2 separate regions of the Mus musculus genome follow, and region 1 is linked to region 2. The links are chromatin contacts, called in public HiChIP or PLAC-seq maps. All regions are on one chromosome and are shown on one strand. The core of a region is the stretch at or near the end of the contact, and the rest is flanking DNA. Distances in the headings are between cores, read along the strand shown. Region 1 overlaps 4930471L23Rik (RIKEN cDNA 4930471L23 gene). Region 2 overlaps Emilin2 (elastin microfibril interfacer 2).

Region 1 (4,685 bases), core at 50-2,549, 81 kb after region 2:
CCTGGTCTACAAATCAAGTTCCAGGCCATCCAGAGCTACACACACACACACACACACACACACACACACACACACACACACACAGAGAGAGAGAGACAGAGACAGAGACAGAGGCAGAGAGACAGACAGAGACAGAGAGACAGAGGGAGAGACAGAGAGACAGAGAGACTGAAAGAGACACAGAGAAAGACAGAGACAAACAGAGAAAGTACAATTTAATAGGAAATCTTTACCACTGTTCTCAATAGGGTGGTATCCCCCAACTCGTCCTCTAGTCCCCAGAGGTGAGAAGACAGAAAATGTATTCTTAGGCCAGTGGTAGTGCACACCTTTAATTCTAGCATTTAGGAAGCAGAGGTTCAAGGCCAACCTGTTCTACAGAGCAAGTTCCAGACCACCAGAGCTACACGGAGAAACCTTGTTTGGAGGAAAAGAAATAAAAGGAGAAGAAAAAGAAAATGTATTCTCTCCTTACTTAATTTTTTTCTTGGTAAATAATGTTAACTTTCCAAAAACGGAGTACAAATTTAAAAGGAAAACTGTCAAGGCTCACTCCTCTCAGCTCAAGTGCAGCCATTTTGTATGTAGTCTCCATTTTGCCCCTGAGGCGAAATCAAGTTCACGTTCTCAGACTGCTTCCCAGGAGCAGTTATTTGTCGAAACGAATGAGCACATGCCTTTAGTCCTACAACTCTGGAGGTGGGGCAGGAAGAGCTCCAAGATGAGTTAGCCTGGTCTACATATTGGGACCCAGGGTCCTAGTTTGGGTTTTGTTGCTGTGACAAAAACCACTAGGGGAGAAAGGGATTTAATTTGATTAAGCTAGGGCAGGAAGCTAGAGGCAGGCACTGAAGCAGAGAACACTGAGGAGAGAAAGCCTCTCCCAGCTTACTCGGCTACCTTTCTTATCCGGGCCAGCACCATCTGCCCCACACCACCCCGAGGGTGGGACGCACTGCCCACAATGCGCCGGACCCTACAGACATAGGTCTGTCTGATGGAGGAAATTGCTCAATTGCAGTTCCTTCTTTGGGTGCAGTCATTCAAACACCACTTATCTAGTCTCCTTACTTACTAAGAAAGCTGTGAGTCTCTCTTACACACTCAACTGGGAAGACACTGGACCGCTAACAAAACGACTTCTATATATGTGAATTCATGGGAGCGTGTGTGAACTGCCTTATAATGAGAGGCTAAAGGTGGGTCAAATGCAGATGGCGAGGGCAGTCTGTACTCATCCTGCAAGAGTATACGCAGGCATAAACACCTACAACTCAAGGTTGAAATCTTCACAACACTGCTTGATATTAATGTTCAGGAAAACCACAGTCAGACCACATGAGTTACCTTTGGCAAAGGGCTCAGGAAGGCCAGTTACAGAACAAAGCTATTAACTCCCTAGGCTATAGGGTCCTTCAGAGGTTGCTACAGTCCCTTAGGGAAGACCACTCCTAACACTTAGACATGGTGGCATACACCTATCATTTCAGCACTAGGGGCCCAGGCAGGATGATCACAAGTCTGAGGTCAGCCTGGTCTACAGGATCCATTTTAGTGCAGCCAAGACTGCACACACACACACACACACACACACACACACACACTTTTGGGTAATGTAGTTTAGTAGTTTAATGGCAAGGCACAAGCATGTGAGAGACTCTAGCTAGGTGCAATCCTCAACATGGAAAAAAAAAAAAAGCAAGTTTTTCTAACTAACAAGCTAATTTTATACAATTTACAGATAGCATATATGAATAAAAATGCTATAGATTTCTTTAAAAAATATTTATTTGGGGGCCAGGCATGGCAGCACACACCTTTAATCCCAGCACTTGGGAGGCAGAGGCAGGAGAATCTCTGTAAGGTCAAGGTTAGCCTGGTCTACAGAGTTCTTGAATATAAGAGGCAGCCGCTGGAGCCCCCACACCCTTCCTGGTGGGCATGTGAACGGGAGCCTCCACACTGTCAAGCGAACCTGGTACAAGGAGGTTCTAGGACAGCCAGGGATACAGAGAGGAAACCCTGTGGTTTTTTTAAAAACAAAAACAAAAAAAAAACCAAGACAAAATTTATTTGGGGGCTGTAGAGATGACTCAGCAATTAAGAGCACTAGCTGCTCTTCCAGAGAATGCAGGTTCGATTCCCAGCACCCACATGGCAGTTCACAACCACCTGTAACTTCAGTTCCTGGGGATCCAACACCCTCCACAGGCAGTGTGCGCACACGGTAACAGATAGACAGGTAGGCAAAACCCCACAGACATAAAATTTAATTTTTTTTTTTACTTAGGTATGTGTGTTGTATGTATGTATGTATGTATGCATGTATACATGCGCTCACATGTGTGGGTGCTGAGGAGGCCAGAGAGATCGTTGCTTCCCCTGGAGCTGGAGTTACAGGTGCTTATGAAAGGCTCAGTGGGATTGCATCTCCAACCACTGAACCATTTGCTCAGCCCCATGAATTCACTTTGTCTGTTACAGTTTTGAGGAAAACAGCCTCCCTCCCTCCCTCCTTGTGCTAGGCCTTCAGTCTTACCTGGCCTCTCTTCCCCAGATAACCCTCTAATTTTGCTTCTGCGGTGGCGCCATGTTTTGCACAGCTGTGTCTGATCATCACAGCGGTCTGCTGGGATCACTGTGCATAGCTCCCTCCCACATCCAGGAATGAGGTTTTTGTGAACATTCATATTGCGGAACATAATGAAGTTATGGTTTGTTTCTCCTAGGGACATCCCTGGGATTGGAACTGATGGATCAAGAGGTAACTCCAGGTTCGCTTGACAGTGTGGAGGCTCCCGTTCACACGCCCACCAGGAAGGATGTGGGGGCTCCAGCGGCTGCCTCTTATATTCAAGTCACCCAGGTGGACTTGTAGTCTATCTTTTTATGATTTTAATGAGGGTTTCCCTCATGAGTAATCAAAGTCACACATCATTTTGGGTACACAGGAAATGAGTTTATCTCCTGTGGAGGAATGTCTAATCTTTGTCCATTCTTAAAAAAAAAAAAAAAGTAAATGTTTTGTTTAAGACAGGGTTTCTCTGTGTAGCCATTACTGACCTAAAATTCACTTTGTAGACAAGGCTGGCCTCAAACTCAGAGATCCTCTTGCCTCTGTCTACCAAGTGCTGGGATTAAAGGTGTGCACCACTGCCTGGCTCCATTCTTTTCTTTCTTTCTTCTCTTTCTTTCTTCCTTCCTTTCAGATTTATTCATTTTATGTATGTGAGTACACCACTGCTCTCTTCAGACACACTAGAAGAGGACATCAGATCTCATTACAGATGGTTGTGAGCCACCATGTGGTTGCTGGGAATTGAACTCAGGACCTCTGGAAGAGCAGTCGGTGCTCTTAACCGCTGAGCCATCTCTCCAGTCCCTGGCTCCAGGCGTAAGTTTTTGAGGTATGAGTGCTTTTTATGAGATTCATGTTTTGCAGATATCTTCCCTAATTCTCCTTACTGATCTTTCTGATGCTCATCAAAGAATCTTTGGAAGAGAAACATTTAAAAATCTTTGTGAAGTCACTTACCTACTCCTCCCACCCCCCAGCCCCAACTCCTTTAAGAGTATTTTATAGTTTCTGTTCTTTTGTTTTGTTTTGTTTTTTGTTTTTTGAGACAGGGTTATCTCTGTGTAGCCTTGGCTGTCCTGGAACTCATTTTGTAGACCTGGCTGGCCTCAAACTCAGAAATCCGCCTGCCTCTGCCTCCCAAGTGCTGGGATTAAAGGCGTGCGCCACCACTGTCTGGCCTATAGTTTCTGTTCTTATATTCAGATCTTAGATCTATTTTGTGTGAGGTAAGGATTTTATAGCCAGCAGTCTACAGTTCACTGGGAATGATGTGTTCCTGTGATACAGTTGACAATATGATGTGATAAGATGTGATATGATAGCCGGGCGTGGTGGTGCACACCTTTAGTCCCAGCATTCAGGAGGCTGAGGCAGGCAGATCTCTGAGTTCGAGGTCAACCTTGTCTACAAAGTGAGTTCCAGGACACCCAGGGCTGTTACACAGAGAAACCCTGCTTTGAAAAGCCAACCCCAAACCAACCAACCAAAAACAACCCAAAAACTAAACAAACCCCACTATAATACAAAAACATTGTGAAATAACTTGCCCATCAGTATTTAAATGTGATTTTTTTTTTTCTGTCATGTACTCAGATGAACATAATTTTATTGTTACGGCCAGTACAGAAGCCACAGGTGTGTTTTATGGTATTACAGTATTCTCACATACAGTAGGAAGTGTGCTTGAGTCTGACACCTTCAGTTACTCACACATTTTACACACATGTATCACTGATTGAAAATCACCGTCCTTTGGTTGATTCCATTTCACAAGCTTAGGGAGTTATCACCATGACGATAAAGTCAGAGATAACTATTTACAGTTTCTGCCTTGACCTAGGAAGAACAATGCCCTGACCTCATAGTACCACTGCATTCAACAACTCTACATAAGGAAGGAATACAAGGCTCGCCCGCTTTCTTCAGCAACATTTGTGCGTAGTCAAGAGTACAAACAAGCCAAATCTCAGAATTCTGGAAACTGTTAACTTTGGGTAGGTTAAGACCAACCTTATGAACTGTCTTCAGCTTCGCAGGTAGAGCAAGAGGAAGCAGCCTCCACACCTGGCATTCACGATTACATACGTCCACTCACCTTTGATATTGG
Region 2 (4,392 bases), core at 19-2,518:
AACAAAGAGAGTGGAATGTCAAGTCCTGCACAGATATTTTCCAGACCTCTTTCTCCCTTCCGGGATGGCTGTAGTCCCCAATTCTGGCTATGTCAACCTCACTATTCTCACCCTTCCCTGGGTTTTGTGCTCCTGATACCCACATGTCAAATAAGCAAAAAAGAGGCTCCTCTGAACTCTCGTGCCCTTCGGAAGCTACCTTCCTGAACTTTGTCCCCCAAAGGTGGAACTCCGGACCCACAGAACACACCAACGGGCAAGGCTAGAACAGTCTGCCATCATGTGTCATCTGCAGGGCAGACTTACCTGGTGCCCCTGCATAGCCTTCCGAGCTATGAATGGGCCCCTGCCCCATCTGGCCATCCACTCCCCGAGGCAGGCCCCTTCCGGACACGCCCATCCTGCCTGGAGGCCCCGCCTCTCCAGTCTCCATGATGACGCCACTAGAGCCAGGCAAGAAGGGCAACCCCGTGCGACCAGGCCAGGCAGGCAAAGGTGGTGGCTGCAGGGGCCTCTGGGGCAATACTGGCTGCTGGCCTGTCTGTGGTGGTCCTGCAGGGTCTTCTGGCAGTGGGGTCAGCCGGGGTGGTTCAGTGGGGGCCTCCTCTGAAGGTCTGGTGGATTCTAGGGGAGTCTTCCCAGACGGTCCCTCGGTTGCTTCTGAGGGTTCCTCTGCTAGAAGTGAGAAAGAAAACAATGTTCAAATGTCTCCAGGTCCCCTGTGTAAGGCTTCCATGACCTTTGATCAGTGTCACTTGGTCGACTACAAATGGCTGTGCCTGTGTAGCTGAGGCGCTCTCTCCAATGGGACATAAACAGTACTAGAGCCTGGGACAGTTTGCCTGGCATCTTCTGAAGGAACTCCAGCCAAGCTGCCACTGACTACCCACGGAGAGCTGGGAAGACAGCAGGGGCCACCTCGAGGTAGATGGCAACACTCCAAAACAGTGCGATTCAGGCTCCAATACACGTGTCCTTTCAACGCATACTCTTGTCATGGATGAGTCACATTACCACGAGGCTAATGCCACCACTACTACAACCTCTAAAGCAAGCTAGCCTCAGCGTCAGGCCACTGGCCTCACCGCTGGCTTGTGAAGAAGGGCTGTCATGAAGACCCCTTGACTTCCCCATCAGGTGTCAGGAACCTTGGTTGCCCCTACAAAGACCCCAAAGAAACACCACACTTTCAGATCACCAGTGGAGCAATCTCCTGTTTCGGGTGTTTCTGCCTGTCTGAGGTGGCCACCACAGTGACTCAGCCAAGAGCTGCCACCCTTTCCTTCCTCTGAATACATTCCTGGAACTAGCATTCTAAAGACCCCTTGCTACGTGCTCACAAGACATCTGAAAACATACTGCTCGCGAATGCAGAGAGCACCTTCCTCTTTCATTAGTCTGGTGCCTCATATGTCCCAGGACATAGAGCTGGACCATGTGAGGCTCCATCAGCCACTGCATTTTGGCCCACTGTCTAGAGTTGCTTTAAAGTTCTATAAAATATATATTGTACATGAAATACGTGCCCTCCTTCCACCCAAGAGCCGATGATCAAAACGTCCTCCCGAAAAGTTATTTCTCAGCCGTTTTCTGATCAATTTTCAGAATAGGCTCCACAGAAAATAATTCCAGTAGTCTCCATGTCAGTTCTCCTAAGGGAAACATCTGGATGACCCCGATGTGGGTGCAGGCAGTAAGCAGATGTGATGGAATGAGCAAGGCAGGAGGGTCACAGGTTCTAGGCCAGCCTGTGCCTGCATTCCACAGAAACAAGGGATGAAGCCATGAAAACAGAGTTGAGGGTCTTTCACAGGACAAAGGTTAAAGGTTATCCTGGAATGTGGGGAAGACAGAGATGGAAAGCCCTGTGCCTGCAGGCACGTCCAGAGAAAGACCAGCCCAGGGCTACCAGGAAGCAAGGAAGTTCCAGAAGAAAATGTGCTAATATTTTAAACACAGAACTGAAAAGAACTTGGATATATTTTATAATATAGAAAATTATGTTGAGGGGCTGTTGGCAGTTGATGGCACAGTTTCCTCACATATGAAATCTATTTCCATTTTTTCCTATATGTGATGTGCATGGATGCATCCTCTGTATGTGGTACCTTTGTGTAAACAAAGTAGAAGCTGGAGGTTAATATTGAACCAGCCTCAGTGGCTCCCCATTCCTCGCGGGGGCAGGTTCTCTCGATCAAACTTTGTGCACACTGATAGAGCTCGTCTTGCTAGCCAGCTTGCTCTGGGGATAGATATCCTGTCTCTACCATCTGAGGCTAGAATTACAGGCATTTATAAGAGTTCTGGGTCTTCACTAGTCTTTGCCCATACTTGGCACTTCTGAGCCTTTTCCTCAACCCCTTGTGAATATGGACTTTTTTTTTTCCCCTGAAAGGTCATAAGCCAATTGTGGTGGTGCCTGCCTTTAACTCCAGCACTCAAGAGGGAGAGGCAGGAGGACCTCTGTGAGTTCAAGGCCTGCCTGGTGAACAGTCAGGTTTAGGCAACATGGTGAGACCCTATCTCAAAAACAGAAACAGGATGTGAAATCAGGAGGGGAGAGACTTTTCTGGGAAATGGGTAAGATGGGAGAGAGAAGAAATGAAGGAGGTGGGTTTCTTAAAGGCACAGAGCATTTTGGAAGATGGCTCCATGGGTAATGTGTTTTGCCAAGCAAGCATGAGAACCTGAGCCCTACCCCTAGTGCCTCCGTGAAAAGCCAGTTACGCAGGCACTCACTTGATACGTGTGTGCATTCATGTGGACAAACACTCATATACCTAAAATAAAAATCTTAGGGCTGGAATGATGGTTCGGCGTTGCAAACACTGGCTACTCTGGAAGACCCAAGTGCAATTCCAACATGCACATGACAGCTCACAACTCTGAGTCCCAGGGATTTGATACCTTCTGTCACCTTCAGGCACCGTGTGTGTGTGTGTGTGTGTGTGTGTGTGTGTGTGTGTGTGTGTGTCTGTGTGTGTGTGTGTGCGTGTGTGTGTGTGTATTGTACAGACATCCATGCAGGCAAAACACCCATACACAAAACCATCTTTAAGAAAGGTAGGAAGTGACAAAGACATTTGGCCTTGACCTCCACCCTCGACACGTGAAGGTGTGTACAAGTGTACACATAAAAACCTTAAAACAAGGGAAGAAGGAATGGAGGGTAAGGGGAGGTGAGAGGTCTAAGAGCATTGCGCAGTCATATGAAAATGCCATGGGACATTCTGGATAATTCATATGCACTAGTCAAAAATCTGGTTTTCTACGGCCTATAAACCCAAACCTCACCTCCTCTGCTATCCAGTTCCCACTCCAGCGCTGGTGACAAGCTCTTCCCTGAGTCTCCCTGACTTGGCTTTGCTGTGCTGTGTCTACCCCTGAAACCACCCATTCAGCACCCATCCTTGCTGTCAGTCTGGTTCAAACACCACCTCCTCTGGGAAGCCCTCTGAGATCTGCCCAAAGGGGCTTAAGCAGTCTTGCTTCTGCAGCATGAAGCAGTTTGGACCCTCTGTGATTTCATCTATCGTCCATCTACAGCTGGATGGTGTGCCCACCTTCACCATCTCTGGTCCCCAGGACTTAGCATAGGGCCTGGCATGTGACACGGAGACAGAGGCTGTGATGGTTTCTATGATCCAGCCAGGATACCAGGAACCCTAATTCTATCCCCCCAAACCATTGCCACTCTAGGGATCTACTTGTACTGCTTCAGGGCGCAGAACCATGAGAATTCTAAGTCATTTCTCTCAACACCAGGCTAATCAAGAAATCGAGAACTTAAAATCCCGTTTGAACACAGAAGTCGGGGCTCCAGGGATGAGCAGAGCTGCGGTCAAGCTAGACAACAGTGAGAAGGCTGGGCCTGACTCGGCTTGGGGCCCAGGCCCAGCCTCTCCCTGCTCAACTTGGGCTCCGCCCAGTGTCATAGGGCGTTTCCACAGATTATTTATTACTGAGTCCCAAGCAAGCAGAGCAGCGCTCAGTTCAGTCTAAGGGAGAGATTTCCCCCCGAAGGCACACATCTCTCACCCAGAAAGTGAATCTCTCACCTGAGGAGTGAATGACTGCCAGGCCCAGCTGCCCGGGGTTTGGGAGTGGGGGTGAGGGGGGATGGCCACCAGGAAGAGAGAGGAGTGAGTGAGAAGGAGGAAAAAGGAGGAAGGAGGAAGAGGAAGAGGAAGAGGAAGAGGAGAGGAGAGAATGAGGAGAAAGACAAGAGTAAGGAGGAGGAGGAAGGAGAAGAGAGGAGGAAGAGAGAGGAAAGAGGAGGAGAGAGGAAGAAGGAAGAGAGGAGGGAGGAGGAAGAAGAGGAGGAGGAGGAGGTGGTAGTGGTTGTCTCACTCCCTGGGTGACCCTGCCCTGTCTTCCAAAGCTCTGATTAAG

What was found. HiChIP or PLAC-seq counts read pairs in DNA pulled down with a chosen protein or histone mark.
Region 1: an H3K27ac HiChIP or PLAC-seq map of the HPC-7 cell line shows a contact between it and region 2, with 8 times the contacts expected there. The contact joins two enhancer-like sites. A contact is called at or near these places in 6 of 39 promoter capture datasets (3T3-L1-derived adipocytes, HPC-7-derived erythroid cells, the SN4741 cell line and 3 more), 11 of 484 Hi-C or Micro-C datasets (3T3-L1-derived adipocytes, the 63-12 cell line, the C10 cell line and 8 more), 7 of 115 datasets of contacts at active chromatin or transcription factors (DN3 thymocytes, the HPC-7 cell line, bone marrow-derived dendritic cells and 4 more) and 3 of 9 other capture datasets (adipose tissue, liver and pancreatic islet).

What each region holds. Positions count from the first base shown.
Region 1 is chr17:71,336,747-71,341,431 of GRCm38.p6, forward strand. It overlaps 4930471L23Rik (RIKEN cDNA 4930471L23 gene), which reads left to right. Exons shown (of 3, transcript NR_045460.1): 3 at 2,730-3,000. It also overlaps the pseudogene Gm4566. Among named protein-coding and RNA genes, the nearest start is that of 4930471L23Rik, 24 kb to the left of the region's middle. Within about 2 kb of position 1,300, at least 13 of the 459 cell types and tissues checked have an H3K27ac peak or open chromatin away from gene starts, as enhancers often do. A contact at or near this core is called in the HPC-7 cell line and bone marrow-derived macrophages, where this site is marked.
Region 2 is chr17:71,256,018-71,260,409 of GRCm38.p6, forward strand. It overlaps Emilin2 (elastin microfibril interfacer 2), which reads right to left. Exons shown (of 8, transcript NM_145158.4): 5 at 307-675. Among named protein-coding and RNA genes, the nearest start is that of Emilin2, 53 kb to the right of the region's middle. Within about 2 kb of position 1,269, at least 106 of the 459 cell types and tissues checked have an H3K27ac peak or open chromatin away from gene starts, as enhancers often do. A contact at or near this core is called in the HPC-7 cell line and bone marrow-derived macrophages, where this site is marked.